Regions from separate parts of the Mus musculus genome. Here region 1 is linked to region 2. A link is a contact called in public promoter capture Hi-C data. All regions are on one chromosome and are shown on one strand. The core of a region is the stretch at or near the end of the contact, and the rest is flanking DNA. Distances in the headings are between cores, read along the strand shown.

Region 1 (5,391 bases), core at 1,776-4,275, 43 kb before region 2:
GTTCCTGGAGAGGAGGTAGGGGTTTTAAACCTAGTGTGTCCATTGCCACCAGAGTGTCAATCATCCTGCTTGTGGCAGTCTGTGGCAGAGACGTTCCCCTTGTTACCTCTGAAGGAGTGCTGAGAACTGCTTGGGGGAAATAGATCCTGGACATCCAGGTGGACTCAGAACAGAGCTGCGCTCACTCTCTCTGCCTGGAGAGCAGTTTCTCCCATTGCTTTGTGCTAGGCAAGAACTGTGGCTGCGGTGGTAACTGTAGCGTTTGGGAGGCCGAGGCAGAAGGATTGTGAGTTTCAGGCCATCCAGGGATACACAGAGACATAGGCTGTCTCTAAAGGAAAAGAGAACACAAGAGAAAGGAAAGGATCGGAAGCAGAGGGAGGGGAAAGGAGGAAGGGAAGCGATCTCATTTCACACCTTAGAAGTTCCCCTGGACCATTTCAGAGAGAGCTTCTTATGGTGACCGTTGTCATATGATGACGCACTCCCTAGAGATCACCTCTCCTCTTCTTACACGCTTTTTGAACAGCCAAAGACAAACAGCATGAAAAAACCAAAACAAAAAACAAAAACAAACCAAAAAGCTGGGCAGTGGTGGCGCATGCCTTTAATCCTAGCACTTGGGAGGCAGAGGCAGGCGGATTTCTGAGTTCGAGGCCAGCCTGGTCTACAGAGTGAGTTCCAGGACAGCCAGGGCTACAGAGAAACTCTGTCTTGAAAAAACCAAAACAAAAAAACAAAAACAAAGACAAACAGCAACAGAGCTAAGATGGGAGTCCATTGGGATAAAACCCGCTCCAATGTACTTCTTTGGGCAGTAAGAACTATTTATTTCAAGCTAGCAACATTTCTGTGGGTTTTGGGAAAAGCTGGGATGAGTTGGATAGACGTCGTAGCCCTCTGTTTTACCTCAACACAACCACCGCCATCACTCTCTTCCCTCTCCAGGGTCTAGAGACATGTGGCGAGCCTACTCTGACATGAAGAAAGCTAACTGGAAAAACTCAGACAAATACTTCCATGCTCGGGGGAACTATGATGCTGCCCGGAGGGGTCCCGGGGGAGCCTGGGCTGCTAAAGTCATCAGGTAACACGGGTCTGGGTGAACAGAGATTGACTGCCTTGGACAGCCAGGAAGGAGCTGTCTCTTCTGCAACCTGTGTATACTACCCGTTACCTCTCGATCTTCCTCTTTTCTGTGCATAGTACTGGAAGGGGTTGGTGGTCATGTGATTGCTTGTGGATGACCCCCCCACTTCCTGCTGCTGCTGCTCATCCAGTGTGAGGCTGACAGCCTGGGCAGGGTCCTACCAGCCTCTCCCTCCCCTCACAGCCAGGAGGAGAGAGTCCTGAGGGTGGAGCTACTGCCTGTGGGCTTGGTTAAAAATCTTCTTGTCCATCCTAATTACAGCGATGCCAGAGAGGCTGTTCAGAAGTTCACGGGACATGGAGCAGAGGACTCAAGAGCTGACCAGTTTGCCAATGAGTGGGGCCGGAGTGGCAAAGACCCCAACCACTTCCGACCTGCTGGCCTGCCTAAAAGATACTGAGTTTTCTCTTCCTGTTGTTCCCAGTCATGCTGCCCCCCGAGAAGAGGAGCAACTACTGGGTTGAGATATTTTCTAAAATCTGGATCCCTAAACATCCCAATGTGCTGAATAAATACTTGTGAAATGCACTTTGTCGCTGTCACTGTTGTTTTGAGAGCACAGGGCAGTCACACTGAGGGTTGAGGGCCTGTGGGTTAGCAGGGGACATCACTTGCTTTTCTTTTCTTTTTCTTTTCTTTTAAAGAAAGAGACAAGAAGAGATGGAATTGGAATATGACACGAGATAGCAAGAAAGCGCTGTGTATGGTTTCAGTTATGAAGTTGAAAACTAGATAAAAACCAATGCATTCTGGGCTATGGCCCAGTGCTAAGCATGACTGCCAAGCACAGGTGAGGCCCCAGCTTTCAGTCCCCTGTGCCCTCCCCGAGAGAAAAATCAGTAAGTTCTGACTCACTGTAAAATACGACTTACAAAGGCTGATGGCAAAATCACTTCCCACTGAGAAAGCATCAACTCTAGATGCCTCTCTGCAGATAATCTCAGCCCTTCAAAAGGGCCAGCCACTCCCATTTTGTAAAAAATAATTGCAGAAAAAAAAAGACATATTCTGCAATCATTTCCCCTGGGGTAGAAAGGCTTTAACACCAAGCTGGGTGGTTTGCAGTCATCATGGTTAACTAAACTAAGTCTTTAAGGTTATAGTTGAAAATCACACAAGACTGTTGATTACCTATGAGTAACTAGAGAAGCATGAACTGAGCTGTGTTTTCATTCAAGGTCAACAGAAAGGGGTATGGGGGGGGGAGAGAAAATAAAAATGAATAAAGCTACTTTCTGGTTATAAAAAGTGAGTCTGTGAGAGAAGGAGCAGGGACGCTTGAGTGGGTGATAACTCAGAAGATTCCATAAACACGAGACACAGCTAACTCAACTTCCTGCACCTGAGATTTTAAGAGAAAAGTAAGTTTGCAGAGCATGTATGCACACTTCAGTGTACTAGGATGAATCTCAGATAAAAGAATTAAAAACAAAAACCAACCAAACAAGAGTTTCTGGGCACCGTGGCACCTGCCTATAGTTCTAGCTGCTGGAAGTGGAGGCATAAGATGGCGAGTAGCAGGCCTGGACTACATAGCTTGACCCTGACTCAAACAAAGAATCAAATCAAAGAAAGATTAAAACTCCACAAGTGCGTGCTAAAATTGAAGTTGATGTAAGGTTTAAATCAGCACTAATGAATAGCTAACATATCTGGACATGGCAGTTACTGTGTGTGTGTGTGTGTGTGTGTGTGTGTGTGTGTGTGTGTGTGTTCTGTGCTCACTCCTAGCTCTGGGTGGAGAAGAAGACCCCATGGATCCTACAGGTTCCCGGACCTCGCGGGAGCCTGACGGCAGGGGGCGCTGTGTGGGAGCTGAGCCGTGTGCCTTGGGCTCTCTGGCGCGTCCTCTCGCCTCCTCCGCGGCTTCCGGTACTGTTGGCGCGCATCGGCATGGATCGAAACCCGTCTCCTCCGCCGCCTACCTGTGGTTCGGAGGATGAAGAGGACCTGGGTGGGGGAGACCGCATCGGGAGCACGGTCTACAGCAAGCACTGGCTCTTCGGCGTCCTCAGCGGGCTCATCCAGGTGCGGAGACTCGCGCAGGCGCCCTCCGTGCCCAGGGAGTGGACGGGATGCTGGAGGCTCGCGGGTGCCGATGGACTAACTTGCCAGAACCACACCGCGCACGTACTTTACTGGGCTTCTACTTCCTAACCCCACTGTCACGTACGAAGTCGAGACCCTACCATTCGTGTTTTGTCGGCTCTTGTTCTAGTGGAATACATAGTTTGGAGTCAGACAACCCTGATCTCCGAGACGCGAGCTTATCCCATGCTGGAAACGGGACTCCTTAACCCAGATCCTCCATTTCTTTCATAGTTTCTATTAAAACAAGATAATCAGTATTATCGTAAACAAGATTTTGTATAGGTTGAGATTATAATGAGGCTGCCAATAGATGTTTTTCTGCCCATTGCTGTCCATACCGCCAATTTCTGTTTTCTCTAAGCCATTTTCTACATTGCCAAAAAAAAAAAAAAACCCTTCCTTTTTATTATTTTTAAAGGTTGTTCTTGTTGCTCATAGGAGAACACTTTCTATTTCCTAACTGGGGATCCAAGGTTGGTTGTGTCTTCTTCAGCCATTTTACGGTACATTGTGTTCCATCACCAGTAGACAGTTGGCCATCTCCAAGCATGTCTTATACTTTCTGAGCACTTGTAGTCACCTCCGAATGCTTGCCTCATTTCCCCAGGACAGTCCTAACCTTCCCATAGATTTAGATTTCTTCTTTTAAGAGAAATGTGTGTCTTCTCCCAGGAGTAGGTCATTGGTCCCTAATTTTTTCTCCCATAGTTCTTTCACCAGTTCAGCACAGTCAGCCTCTTTCTGTTGTGATTGCCTGGTTACATGCCTTTCCTACATTAATCCTAAACCGTTTGGAACCAAAAGGGTTATATTGTTGTTTTCATTTGTCTGCTGCAGTGCCCACAGACCGTATTTACTTGAAGAGTGTTTAATGTGTAGATCTATCTAAGACTGTGGAAAGCTTTTGGAACCCCTTGGCAGGAATTTGATACTGGGCCATGACAAGGAAGTTGGTTCTGGCAGGAATCTAATTTTAGGCTAGAACAAAGAAGGCATGAGTATAACTTTGGGCTGGGGCCGGGAAGTAGGCTCAGATATCTTGGCCATCCTGATAAGCCCCTAGAAACAGTGATCAAAGGGGTGATCGAGGGACTTTGTTTATTGCCTTGCTTGTTCCTTGACTATTTGTGTTTATTGTGCCGCTTGTCCTTATTATTTGCATGTAATTAAAATGGATATAAAAGCAGATTGGGAAAAAATAAACCTGCCGCAGCCTCAGAACTGCCTGGGGGTCATGCTTACAATGTTGTCTGTCTTTTTTCTTTTTAATCCTCACTCCTGCCCTGGAGAACCTGTTGACTGACTGAGTTGGCTTGGTCACAAGGCTTTAGGTTTTAGAAACTGTTTTGTCTGAGGAGATACTTTTGAGAGATTGAGACTTCTAAGTGATAATATCTAATCTAAGTGAAGACCTATGAGTATTTTAACTGATTTTTTTTTCCTTTATGTCTCTGAAGATTGTCACACCTGAAAGTGGCACATCTGGCTCAGCTGATGAGGAAGAACAGGCAGATCTTGCTGAAGAAATGGAGAATGAGATTTGCAGAGTCTGGGATATGTCCATGGACGAGGTATGCGGATGGAAGTGAGATTCCGAACAGACTCAGAGTGGGGAGGTGATGAAGGGGCTGGAAAGATGGCTCCATGGTTAGGAGGACTATCTGCCCTCCCAGAGGTCCTGAGTTCAATCCCCAGCAACCACGTGGTGGCCCATAGCCATCTCTACTGGGATTTGAGGTATACATGCAGATAGAACACTCATATACATAAAATAAGTAAATAAGTAGAAAGGATCATTCCTCCACTGTTGGCGGAAAGGCCTATTCAGTGATTGCAGTCTCTCCAGTTTGTGGTTCAGAGTATGAAGTCTCAGGAGCTATTACTTTAAACATATATACAGTTCCATCCTATGGACATCATAGTATATTTAACATAGATGTGAACTAAGACAGCTATGACCACAGGGCCCCCAATGGAGAAGCTAGAGAAAGCACCCAAGGAGCTGAAGGGGTCTGCAACCCTATAGGTGGAACAACAATATGAACTAACCAGTACCCCCAGAGCTCGTGTCTCTAGCTGCATATGTAGCAGAGGATGGCCTAGTCGAGAGAGACCCCTTGGTATTGTAAACTTTATATGCCCCAGTACAG
Region 2 (5,717 bases), core at 676-3,175:
ATACACATAATAGAAAAAAGATACATGGCAGAGAAGTGGGGGTGGGAGCTATATGCTCACAGGCCTGGTCAGAGAGGCTCAGGGACATTTCTAGCTTTTCTCAGCCCACTAACATGGCCCAACATCAGCTTTTCCATCAAATGCTCATTAAACGGATTGGCTTCATCTCTTTTTTTTAAGTGGGGCAGTTCATGTCTTTGTAGATACCCAGCTTGGGAATGGCAGCCTTGACTTCAGCTTGGTCCCAAGTCACTCTGGCCTCTGTTTTCATGGTATTGAGCAAGAACACAGGACCTCAAATCAGAATGCTTTTGCTGTCTTCTTCTCACTAACCCATGCAGGAGGAGGCTGTAGAGCTGTTTGCTATGGGCCCCAGTTTGCTGATCTATAATGCAAGCACAATTTTTTAAATCCATCGAATTATTCTAAAGATAAAAGGAAAAACTATAAGGGGGTTTGAAATCATGGGCATCCTGCAATTTGAGATCGGACAAGTTGGTGCCAATAATCTCAAATTGGAAGGGTGGGCAGGGAGGTTGTGTGTGAGTTCAAGGCCAGCCTGGGCTACAGAGCAAGCAAGACCCCGACTGAACCTTCACATAGCACCCTGCAATACATGCACATTCAGCCAAGGGACTGACAACCTGTGCAAACCTGAAGTTCAAAAGCACTGTGATGTGTGCCTGGCACAAAAGTCCCACAGCCTCTGAAGCATCCATGTCCCTCATTCCAGGAAAGGTGAAATAACAGAAAGAGAATCAGGTCAGCGGCTGTCCCTGGGAATCAGGGGCCGTCGGGGAGAAGACTGAGACAAGCAAATACCTTTGGAGGGTGGGAATATCCTGTATTTGATCGTTTGGTGTTTAGTGGTTACGTACTTGACAAGTGGATCAACTTGTCAAGACTCAGAAATGTACACCTCAGAAAAGCGGATGTTCGGCCATACCAGATGGCTTATCTTGGAATCTCAGCACTGGAGAGGGAGAGGCAGAGAGAGGAGCATTGTTGAGTTCTAGGCCAGCATTGGTTGCTTGTGCAGTTTTTTCCTTGTTAAGTCAAGGCAGCACTATTTTATATATATGTACATAGCAGTTAGATTGCATTGGGTATGACAAATAATCTAAAGATGAAGCCTACAGGATATATGCATGCTATGATACATTCTTTATAACAGCCCGGAGCATCCCCCAGACTCTGGCATCTAGAAGTGTCCTAAGACTAGTCCCCCAGGATACAGAGGGACCATGCTTTGGTCCTTTAGTAGAGCGTCTAATAACGGATCGTCAACAGATAAATGCTATTTGGCTTCTGAGCCGAGTTCGTATAGCAGGGAAAGTGATATTTCAGCAGGCACAGCATCGTTATCTGCGTGCATCGTACATTTCTTTTTCTTTTTTAATCACAAGAGTAGTGAGCTCTTCTAAAACGTCCAGTAGTTCTTCTGCCTAAAGGATAAGGCTCTGCACTAGGAGAAAGATGAGGCAGCCTCAGGAGGATAACCCAGAAACTCAGGGATAGGCTGGAGACTGGGGAAGTCCTGCTTTGGTTTCTAATCCCAGAGACTGGGTCCAAGCCCCGCGGGAGGTCATTGTGTCAATAGCAGGTGTGATGGTGGTTTGGAGGGAAGTTCTAAACGGATTGTTTAATCTTACTCAGACTTTTTGTGGCTGAGGATGCGTCAACATTAACTTAATTAAAACTCTACGAGAATAGCTGTGAATGAGACCGGCGCCTGGGTTGCAGAGCAGACAGCAGACAGCGACTAAGAGGTCAGGGCAAGCTGCTCCCGCCCACACCCGCGCTGTTCCCGCCCCCTCCTCGCCCTCCTCCCGCACTGCTATATCCTCAACCGTGCGCCCGGCGCCCATTGGCCGTTCTGACGATGCGCTTCTCCTATAAGAGGCGTCAGCTCCCATCCTCAAGTGACTCTTTAAACTCCAGTGGCTCTGAGGTGAGTGGGTGAGTGGGATAGCCCCTCCCTGGGACATCGGATCAGAAGACTCCCAGCAAGGACGGGATCAACTTCTAGTAGGAACCAGGTGAAGTCCTACCCCTCAGGGCTCTGCTCTTCGTTCCTTTAGAGCTTCTTGGGGGATAGCAGACCCTATTCTTGAGGACCTCCTGTGTGCCAGGAGCAGACTCTGTCCCACGTTGGATTTCGGCTTTATTGGGAACCCTGTGTCTCTGTGACTTCTTGCCAGCAAGAACATATTAATCTTCTTTCTTTTCCATCCAAGGGGTAATATCTCTTTTCTTCTTCCTCTATAACGGTAACCTTCCCTTAAGCGCCATCAAAGGAAGGGAATCTTCGATGCTAGACCTTTCTCTCAGCACCACATCTGCACTCTGCAGCTCTATCCCAGGTCACAATTGACAGAGGCATAGGTCCTTGAGATTCAGGGCTAGTTAACAGTCCAGGTAAAAGTAACCCCGATTAAATGTAATGATCTGATTTTCAGAGGTTTTAAGTGAACTTGGTTGATGGTCCACCCTAGCCGTCTTGGAATGGAGGTGGAGGTCAAGGCCCCAGAAGCTTGTGCCTGTGGGATGGCAAGGGTGGGATTCTTTTTCCTTTATAAGGTAGGGTTTCTCCATGGAAGACTGGCCGTCACTCTGTAGACCAGGCCTGCCTCGAACTCACAGAGATCAACCTGCCTCTGACTCCTGAGTGCTGGGATTAAAAACACATGCCACCACTGGCCGGCTCAAGGGTGGGATCCTAACCGAGTGTTCCAGGGTCACAGACTCAGTCACTGGAGTTCATATGTCCATGTGTTGTAGCTGCTGCCCTTGATCTTTCTGATCATTTGGAGGGAGGCAGCCTCTGCCTGGCACTTCTGGAGGGTTCCTTTGTCTCCCTTGGGCTTAAGCCTTTCTGCTTACAGTTCACCTCCACTTCATTCCCACATCCCATTTAGAAAAGAAAACCACTATCCCCGGGGATTCTTCCCAAACCATTCACTGTACCTTTCAATCCTACCTTCAAACTCTGCCCCCACCACTTTCAAACACCTCACCGTGCTTCCCAGACGAGACCTCGAAGCTTCTCTTACTGGTGATGAAGCTAAGGAAAGAGTTGGTGGTGTGCACGTACCCTTCACTATGCCCTGCCAAGGCTGCTAAACAGATGGCCTTCTTCTTGGCCGGTCTTATTTCCTGTGCTGGATCCTGCACACTGCCACATCTTTATTCAGGTGAGGATCCTGCCCCTCCTTTGAGGGTGACTCCTTCTTTTTTGAGGGTGACTCCTTAACCTTTCAGGGTGATCTTCTGCCTTTGAGGGTGATCTCCTGCCTTTGAGGGTGACCCCTGCCTTTGAGGGTAAACCTCTCCATTTAAGGGTGACCCTTTTCTTACCTGGCTAGAAAGGGGCTCAAAGAGGAAATAGAAGGCTAAAGGGGGAGAGAAATAGCAGAGAAAATCATGGGGTTGTTGAAGGAATGCCCCAAGGTTAGGCAGATCCACAGGCAGCATTGCTGGTGTTGTGGGAATGTGGCTGTCAGCACAAGGACCCGATTTTAGGCCAGTCTGAAAGTGTTTAGTACAGCAGAAAGATGTGCATCATCAAAGATCCAGAGGAAGCGTATGGCCTCACCTTAGAGCTGTATGCTGTAGTTGAGTTACAAAGAAAACAAAAGCCTGGCCCCTTTCTGAAGGGGCTTTACAGCGTCTTAGGGTATAAGATGTGTGTGAAGCACGTGGGGAAGCTACTCATGACCCGAATTTGATGGGCAGTGAGATCTCAGTTCGGGGGTGAAGTTCAGACTGGACAGGAAAGGGAAGTGCAGAGACACACGAGGTTCTCTTGCCATTCTGGGGGCTATGCTAGGCAGTGTCTCACCTTCTGTCCCACTTCCATCTGGAAAAGCCTGTCTAACACGTGGGTTTTGCAGATAGAGGAATGGGAGCGGGAGGTGGATGGAGTCACCGCTTCTGCCCCCTGCTGGCCAGTTCTGTGCTTAGCACTCATTTATCTGAACTTTCACACTTCAGATTCACCATGATTGAAGACAACAAGGAGAACAAAGAGAACAAAGACCATTCCTCCGAAAGAGGGAGAGTGACTCTCATCTTCTCCTTGGAGAATGAAGTCGGAGGACTCATAAAAGTGCTGAAAATCTTCCAGGTATGGATTTCCCACAAAGTCCATCTAAAAATGGGTCTCTGAAGTTCTATTTAAAATGTAAGGTACTGTCAGTCCAGTTCCTCAGAGACGGCCTATAGAAGTCTCTTAACTTGCTAACATATTGTTCAGGAAGAGTGGAAAAATAGCTCAGTGGTTAAAAACCCCTGTGGTTCTTGCAGAGGACACAGGTTCAGATTCCAGCGCTCACACCAGGCAGCTCACAACTGCCTCTAATTCTGATTTGAGGGGATCTGATTTCCTCTTCTGGGCACTGCACACCTGTGGTGCATGCCCAACACTCGGGTACACACTCACAAAGCTGAAATAAAAATATGTTCAGCTCTGAGAAATGGGTAAGAAAGAAAACAGCCCAGGAAAGATAGACACAAATAGCTGAGAAGGAGATTGGAGGAGTCTAAACAAAGCATTTTACACTTAACAAAATGCCTAGCCATGTAGTATTGATATTATTTAATGACATATTAATATTTTCAAGTGACAAAGTTAAAATATTAGCAAGGACTCTGCCATTATGTCAGCTGCCGTTGTCAAAACCTCATTGCATATGGCCTGCAAATGTTTTCAGTTTGATGTAGTGACACTGTGGGTTACTGTGCATTTATGAGCCTTAAAATGTTCCTCCTTACAATTTTTATTTTTATTTATTATGTGGGTGTATTTGTGTGTGCACATGTGCTCTCTCAAGCACAAGTTTCAGATTTGTGTACACACAAATCCTTTATTAGCTAGGTGGTCATTGGGAGTGAATGTCTCTCTGCATGTCTCAATAAAATACGAGAGAACCCTGCCTCCCTCAGGCCATTAGGAATTGATAGTTAAACTGTTCGAAGTGCTTGAGGTTGTACAAGAGAGAGAGAGAGTCAGAGAACAGCTTGCAGGAGTTGGTTCTCTCCTTCCACTGTGTTGGTTCTGGGAATTGAACTTAGGTTGCCAGACTTGGTTGCAGGCTCCTTTACCTGTGGAACCATTTTGCTGGCCCAAATGTTTAAATTTTTAACCCAGGAATGTCATTTCCATGAAACTGGATCTGGATGTGTGTGTGTGATAGGTGCACATTGCAGAGGCCAGTGGAGGATGTCAGGTCGTTCTCTATCGTTCTCTGCCTTATTCCTTTCAGACATGATCTCTCACTGAGCCTGGGTATGGGCCGGCATCCATTAAGCCTCAGAGATTCCTGTTTCTCTAACCCCACAGTGTAGCTGCACCAGGCTTTTATGTGGGTGCTGGGGATTCAAACTCAGCACCTCATGCTTGTGCAGCAGGCACTTTAACCAATGGGCCATCTTCCCAGCCCCTCTTCTGCAGCTCTCCTGATGAAATATGGGTGAATCAGACAGAGCACAGCGTTTACTGAACACTTATTATGTGTGGTGTACTGGACTCTATGCTAAGCATGTGGATCCGAACAAACCAGACATGGTACCGTCCATCACAGAGCTGGATGTGATCTGGAGAGGGAGGCGGACATTAAGCAAGCAGTTTAGAGAGTGCACGGCTACACTCTAGGTGTAAAGAGAGACACTAGGTCCTGTGACACCGTTGAAATGGAGGCTCTAACTCAGTTTAAGGA

Evidence for each region. Capture Hi-C pulls out chosen DNA fragments and counts their contacts.
Region 1: a contact with region 2 is called in a promoter capture Hi-C map of pancreatic islet. The contact joins the promoter of Saal1 here to the promoter of Tph1 in region 2. A contact is called at or near these places in 1 of 39 promoter capture datasets (macrophages), 2 of 15 datasets of contacts at CTCF or cohesin (the G1E-ER4 cell line and the NIH/3T3 cell line), 9 of 484 Hi-C or Micro-C datasets (the G1E-ER4 cell line, the N1E-115 cell line, Sertoli cells and 4 more), 9 of 115 datasets of contacts at active chromatin or transcription factors (the 230-238 cell line, the SCID.adh cell line, T-cell acute lymphoblastic leukemia and 5 more) and 3 of 9 other capture datasets (adipose tissue, liver and pancreatic islet).

The regions. Positions count from the first base shown.
Region 1 is chr7:46,708,285-46,713,675 of GRCm38.p6, reverse strand. It overlaps Saal1 (serum amyloid A-like 1), which reads left to right and starts at 3,025. Exons shown (of 12, transcript NM_030233.1): 1 at 3,025-3,178; 2 at 4,699-4,812. The coding sequence starts at 3,044. It overlaps Saa3 (serum amyloid A 3), which reads left to right. Exons shown (of 4, transcript NM_011315.3): 3 at 949-1,087; 4 at 1,412-1,678. The coding sequence ends at 1,550.
Region 2 is chr7:46,663,585-46,669,301 of GRCm38.p6, reverse strand. It overlaps Tph1 (tryptophan hydroxylase 1), which reads left to right and starts at 1,925. Exons shown (of 11, transcript NM_001136084.2): 1 at 1,925-2,039; 2 at 3,994-4,126. The coding sequence starts at 4,001.